2 separate regions of the Zea mays genome follow, and region 2 is linked to region 1. A link is a contact called in public Hi-C data. All regions are on one chromosome and are shown on one strand. The core of a region is the stretch at or near the end of the contact, and the rest is flanking DNA. Distances in the headings are between cores, read along the strand shown. Region 1 holds the start of LOC103627479 (SAUR11-auxin-responsive SAUR family member). Region 2 holds the start of LOC100272719.

Region 1 (3,465 bases), core at 634-3,133:
ATGATGTAGTCCATCATCTTCTCACTTCTCACTTTTTTTTGTTTGGTTTGTGGAATGGAGTAAGTTAATCCATCACCATCTCATTCCTCATAGTTAAGTGTTTAATACTAATATATGGAATAGGGTCATCCGACCAAATTTGAGGAATGGACCATGATGCACCACTTCATTTTGGATAGAGTGATTCATCAAACCAAACATCTCGTTTGTGTTTTAGCTGACAGAAGCATTACCAAAGCCGTTTGATCCCGATGTGCGCGTGCATGCATGTGTTCTGTTAGCATAGTGTATATAAAAATTACTTGGTTACCTCTTCCCCACGTGACTCTCATCAAAACACTATATAAACTGTTACCGTCTCATTCTATCCCTCATTGTACACCCAACCAAACACACCCTAAAATATATTATACTTCAACCTAATTAAGTACTATGTCAGAGCTGGATCGATGGGTTAGTTGCAAAGAGAATCAGAACACACCTGACGTACATATTAGATGCTCTCTAATAAATGGATATATATGATGATGGACTTTGCAAGTTGGGGGGGAATGGGAACATGTTTATGCTGACCCTAAATTAAAAAAAAAAGCCTTGTTCATCTCTCAAACAAACTACAACTATCCATCCTCCTCGCATCCCATGCACATGCTCAATCCACACAAGCAAACGGCGCAAGAGGGCAAAAAGGAAAAGTCAAACTAACGAGAAGGAGAGAGAAAAAAAAATATAGAAGGATCGTCAGTCCCCATGGCCCATGGGAATCGATCGGGATCCTCCTGAGTCCTGAGGGCCGGCTGACCGGCTGAGGCCCGCCTGATCCTGATGGGCATGCACGTGTGTATGTATGTACACCGGCCACCGGGTGGCCACGTGCTGCTACCACCAGACAGAAGGCACCTTCTTCCCGGCGCCGCCGCCTCCGCCTGCGGCGGCCACGGCGGCGGCGCGCTCGAACCGCGAGGCCGCGCACGGGATGGTGATCCCGCCGGGGTGCTGGAAGCCGAACTCCTCCTCGGCCTCGCGCAGCAGCTCCCCGAAGAGCGGGTGGTTGAAGTACACCACGGGGACCACGTAGCGCATCGACTCGCCCCCGCCGCCCACGTACACGGCCACCTGCCCCTTGGGCGTGGTGGCCTCCGCGGCGGCGTCCTCCAGCAGCCGGTCCTTCCGTCCTCCTTCCCCGCGCCGGCGCAGGAGCCTCACCCGCTGCGCCAGCGACCGCCCCCACGTGAGCATCCGCGGGGAGCCAGCAGAGACGTCGTGCTTCTGCTGCTGCTGCTGCATCATCTTGATGCTCACCACTGCATGCGCCGCCATGGGGGACGGGGATTTGTTGGTGCCTCCTCCTCGTTGGCACGGCTGCAGGCGGAGGTACCCGCGGCCGCGGCGGCGCCGGCGGCGGCAGAGCGCCCAGCGCCAGACGCTGAGCAGCTTCCGGCCGAGCCGGAACCCTCCGTGGCGCCTCGTCAGCATGCCGCCGAACGAGAGCGCACACGCGCAAAGGTCTCTCGCTGTGCTTGGATAAACCGTAAGGAGGCGTGGAAGCAAGCAGCGACGTCCTAGCTAGTGGCTGGTGGCAAGGGAGCGCGACAGCGCGGGTTGTCTTATAGGAGCTGTGGCTGCTGTGCGTGTGGGATCGAGGGGGTGGATTTCGATCGTTTTGGCCGAGATTCCAGCGCGGTTTTGGGTGGAACATGGCCGGGCAATCAGGCTCGCTTGAGTTGGACGGTGTGACACACGGTGCACCGTACTATGTGGGACGGCTCAACCTTGTTCGGTTGGCTAAGCTTTATCATTTTTTTTTCTCGTCGACAGGGCCCCGGGCATATGCATGGCTCTCTTTTTCTCTCGTCATATAGATAGTAGAAGTGGAAGAAATCAATGCTAACGTGGTCCAATGAACACCTGCCAAATTTCTCAGGCATGCTAAACAAACGTCGGATGTCCCCAAATATGAAGAGTCCACATATGGCTCGTCCATTTGGAACAATCTCCTAGTAGAATATACACGAAAAGACGTGCAACCTGTAGCTAGCTAAGAAACCAGGCGAGTTGCGAACCTGAATGAAATATATATTTCCCAATGGGTGAAATTCGTTGGTCCCATCGAAAATATTGAGATGGCGCAAGCGCAGGACGCGGATCCGGTCCCACTTGAGTTGAGTGGACTACTTGACTTTACGGCTTCCTGTTGAAACGTCCTTCCTGGAAGAACCGTACTACGTACGTTGTGAAGCTGCAAGGAAATGACGAAACGGACAAGAGGCGACCGACTTACTACCAGTCCCGGGGACGCAACCAGGGGACAAAGCTACAAAAGCGTGGCACACCGTCCCACAAAACCGAGCGTGGATCACGCGAGACGAAAACGCAAACAGGTCCGGTCGGCCCGGCTGAAAGCCACTCACCGGGGACGACGCTCGGTGGTGTGGCATCCGATCCCTGCTTGTGCTTGCCACTTCGCCACTGATCGACATGGAGATCAGACCCCAACATCGCGGCCGTGTCCGCCGCGTTTCGTCCACGGCTGACAGGAAGATTCGTCAGCTCGGATTCGGCTTCCATTCGTCGAGACTGACTCTGACTGTCCTGTCCTTTGTTTTTGTTGACACCTTTTTGGAGGCGCCAATCACTCAAAAGAACCGTGGCGGTGCTCTCTAGTCAGACGCGGACGGTCCGCGGCACAAGACCGGACGGTCCGCAACCTAGCGCAGGGGCTAGGGTTCCCTGCCTGACGACCGGACGGTCCGTGCCTTAGGGCCGGACGGTCCGCGCGTGCGCAAGGGCGGCGGAGGATCGTCGGCGACGCCTGGATCTCGCTCCCGGGAGAGACCCCGTCGGGAAGGAGAGATCCGAGGATTTGTCTAGGCTCAGGCAGGCTGACCTAGACTCCTCTAATCGACGTAGAGTCGAAGAGAAGCGGAGAATTTGGGGACCGAGAGGCTAAACTAGAACTACTCCTAATTGTACAGGAAATAAATGCGAAATAGAAGTTGTATTGATTCGATTGATTGTTACAAATCGGCCGTATACCTCTCTATTTATAGAGGAGGGGGGCTGGACCCTTTACAAACTAATTTCCGAGCTTTTCCCGTGATTTTAGCTAACAACCGTAGCACAAAACTCAGGGACTGTCCGGACCGCGGACCGTCCGGCCTCAGGGCCGGACCGTCCGCAAGGCTCAATTTGGTTCCAAATATATGCCCCCCTGCCTTTTGGTAGAGCTGAGCGAACCAAAAGCAACTAACTTGATATGATCACATCAGTTTTCTTAGGCATCTTGACACTTACTAGGATGACACGCAGTGGCCTTAGTCCCGATGGTTGACTCAACGGACTTGACCCCTTTAGCTTTAATCGAACTATTAGTCCCAATACCGCCGAGCGCCATACTGGTCCTAATTTTCTAAGTGTTCTGGTGTAGCTTTGTAGTCGACCAGGTCTTCTCCTTGCAGGTCGTCT
Region 2 (3,465 bases), core at 329-2,828, 170 kb before region 1:
CGGCGCTAGCGTGAACCCGGTACAGGAGCGCCTCCGCCCTTGTTTTAAAGGCGTCGCCTAGGCGACGCCTAGGCGTCCAGGCGCCCGAAAGATCCAAGGCGTCCCCGTCGCCTAGGTAAGAAGCAGCAAGAGGGCATAGGGCAGAGGGAAAGGGAAAGGGGCGGCGCTGTTTCGGGGTGGCAACGCCGAATCGAGAGCGGCGGAGGCCAAATCCAGGGCGGCGGAGGCTGAATCGTTGGCGGCAGCGTCCAAATCGTCGGCGGCGGCGGCGAATCTGAGGCGGCGACGGCGAATCTGAGGCGGCGGCGGCTCAATCGAGGGCAGCGGCAGCTGAATGGTGGGGGAGAGAGGCAACCTAGGGTTGCCAGAGGAAGGATTATATGGGCTGGCTGGTGGGCTGGGCCTCCTACCCCTTCCTTCTCCTTTTTTCTTTTTCTTTTTTCTTTCTCTTCCTCCTCCATGAGGCTGTTTTGCTGATTCTCGGGTTGATAAGGCGTCGCCTTGCTCGCCTTAGGCATCGCCTAGGCGTCTAGGCGGTGGTCCGGCACCTTATCTCGCCTTACCGCCTTAAGAACCATGCCCTCCGCCTTTGACCGATGAGGACGGCGAGATCGCGTCCCGTTCCAGCAAAATCTCCTCTCCACCACGCGGTGCTTCCTTCTTTTCCGAAATAAAAAAACTCACAGCGAATGGTAGTTGGGGGAGTCCAACCGAGAGTCCGAGACGAACCAGCGTGGGCGGAGAAAATTGGAATTCTGCCATTATAAAACTTATTAGGATTCGCTCAAATGCCATTACGAGAACAAGCTTTGTCAATACGCCATTCTCAAACACTGACTTATACAAAATGCCATTTAGGGTTTATTTGAAAGATCAACGTCTTTTACTGTGCTGTCAGCAGTTGATCGGACAGGTTTACCCCCAACCAAAAAGGTCAGCAGCAGCACTGACTCCCCTACCCGCCCCACAAACCAAGGCTCTCCGCAGTCTGCACGGCGACGGTGGTGCAAGGGCGGCGGGCGCGCCGGGACGACGACGACGACCACGCCGCCATGACCACCACGGCCACCCGCCATCTGTCCATTGAAGCAATCAAAATCAGAACGGAAGAGCACACGTAATCACTTCCTCCCAGCGTAAATCTCAAATCAAAACAAAGCTCCGAAGAAAATAAGAACAAAGAAGAGGTCTTTCTCCCTCCTCACCTCCGTAAGCGTAGAGCGCAGGCATGTCTTCGAATTTCCCAAGACCGAAGGAACCCCTTCCCCTCCCAATCGAATCAAGACCAGAAGAACGAACAGGAGCACGGTCACCGCCGGATCTGGACCGCCGGAGAGGACCGGAAGCATTTACAGCCCGCCGAAGCAAGAAAAACAGGACCCTATCGCCGCCGGCGACAGGGGAAAAAAAGAAAGCGAAGGAAGGAGAAGGGGAACCTCTGTGGGGATAGTGGAGGAGACCGACCTGGGAGGAAAATAAAACGGCGAAGAGAAGGGAGCCGACCAACGCCGGTGAAGCTCGCCGTCGGTTTTGGCCCGCCAAGGGGAGATCTCGCCGTGGTGCTGCTGGTAACCTTTCTGTTCGTCCAGAGAGGAGATACGACTATACGAGCGAGCTCAGGAGACAGAGGATAAGAAAAGGAGAGAAGAGAATGGCGATTTTGTCCGATCAACTGCTAACAGCATAGTAAAAAATATTGATCTTTCAAATAACCCCTAAATAGTATTTTGTCTGTAAGCCAGTGTTTAAGAATGACGTATTAACGAAGCGTGTTACTATAATGGCATTTGTGCGAATCCTAAGTTTTATAATGGCATAATTCCAATTTTCTCGCGTGGGCAAGAAGGGAGAACTGATAAGGTAAGCCAGAGCTAAAGGTCCTTTGTCCGAGTCGGTTAGATGGTCTCAGTATCACGGGAAAATATCCTATGCAATCACTTATCCTGGTACAAGCATGCAATCAAGCGATCTGGTGCATCCGATCTAGATCTAATGGTAACTGTTATTTTACATTTAACCCCTTCCACCTGAAACCTAGTGTCTATTTTACATTTAACCACTTCCATATGAAACCGTTGGATCTAGACTGGATGCTCTGGATAGTTTGATTGCACGCTTGCACTAAAATGAGTGATTGCACAGGATACGTCCTCCAGTATCACTCCTCAAGTCTTGAGTTTATTCTCCGTGGGAGCGAATTTCAACCTGTGATTAAAAAAAATCTTCTTGTCTGTTCTATAGGTTGTCTTACCCGTAGGTCGAGTTTTTTTATAAGGTAGGCCAAAGCGGTTGAAGGTGCACACCGATTGTGAGCGGTGAGGGTGGCCGGTTTGACCGGTGGAGACGCGGGAGACAGGTGGGGCCCAAGAGCGCAGGATGGAAGGAGAGAGGCTACGTGTGTTGGCGTGCAGGCGGTGACCGGTGGGCGACGGCGACCATGATGTGGAGTAGAGATATCGAGTAGATACCGAGAATTTTCCATGTAGGGCTAGTTTGGAAACCACAAAATTGAAAGAACTTGGAGGGGTTAAAATTATCTTTTTATTCAATTTTAAATAAGAAGATTCTAGCCCATTCAATTCCCTTTGATTTTCTCGCTCCCAAACTATCCCTTAGGGTTAGAGTATGGGACAAGAATTGTCCCCATAGGTATAAATAGGAAACAAAATTCTCACTCATTGGATAAGCGGATATGGATTTAGGAAGCAATCATCCGAACCGGCTTAGCCATGGGTAATATTCACCCGATAAAATTAGGTGTGCGGTCTAATAGGTAATAAGCGCCACAACAAACCCAACCTCTTCCAATATTTTTAAGCATCCATTCACTCAACCTAGGCAACCAGCCACCGGCCGTTTCGGGCACCAGTCCGTGTGTCACTTTGTGTTTTGCTTTTTTATGGTTAAACAATGTTTTTTCGTGTTACTTGCCAGATTTATTAGTGATGTATTGTTGTTGATTGTCGTGCGACTGTTAATGTCATATCTCTATCTCTACTATTATAAAGCACAACTTTCGTGCACGCCCCTTCCCCATCATCGCCACGGACCCGCGCGTGATCTCCACCCGCCCCCACAATCGTCACCATTCGAGGCCCCCCACGAACCTCGCAAGTCGCAACAGATTCATGGCTGAAAAACCTCGTCCTCCCGCATGGCGCCAAGCTTCACCGCAAATGCAGACCCCACCTGTCCGCCGCCCTAGTAACCTCCAAGAGTTATGCAACTCGTGACCTCCGAAACAAACGTGTGCACCCCTCGCTCCTCTCACGCCGTCGACCTCCACAATTGTCGCTCGGCAACGCCGCAACCCACCCGCCTGTCGCCCCATCCGTCCGGCGTCCCCTACCAGCACGCTAACCACCTCCTGCCTGCAACGCCCGCCTCGCTCCAGCCCCCATATAACACGCCAACGTGACCTCTTCTTCGCCTTCACCTCCACCCCGCTAATCAATCATCATCCGC

What was found. A called contact is a pair of places that touch in the nucleus more often than the background predicts.
Region 2: a Hi-C map of leaf shows a contact between it and region 1, with 5 times the contacts expected there. The contact joins the promoter of LOC100272719 here to the promoter of LOC103627479 in region 1. A contact is called at or near these places in 4 of 25 Hi-C or Micro-C datasets (ear, endosperm, leaf and 1 more).

What each region holds. Positions count from the first base shown.
Region 1 is chr5:193,684,344-193,687,808 of Zm-B73-REFERENCE-NAM-5.0, reverse strand. It overlaps LOC103627479 (SAUR11-auxin-responsive SAUR family member), which reads right to left and starts at 1,883. Exons shown (of 1, transcript XM_008647776.3): 1 at 488-1,883. The coding sequence starts at 1,476. The coding sequence ends at 880.
Region 2 is chr5:193,850,649-193,854,113 of Zm-B73-REFERENCE-NAM-5.0, reverse strand. LOC100272719 reads right to left here and starts at 1,578. Exons shown (of 4, transcript NM_001147172.1): 1 at 1,465-1,578; 2 at 1,206-1,321.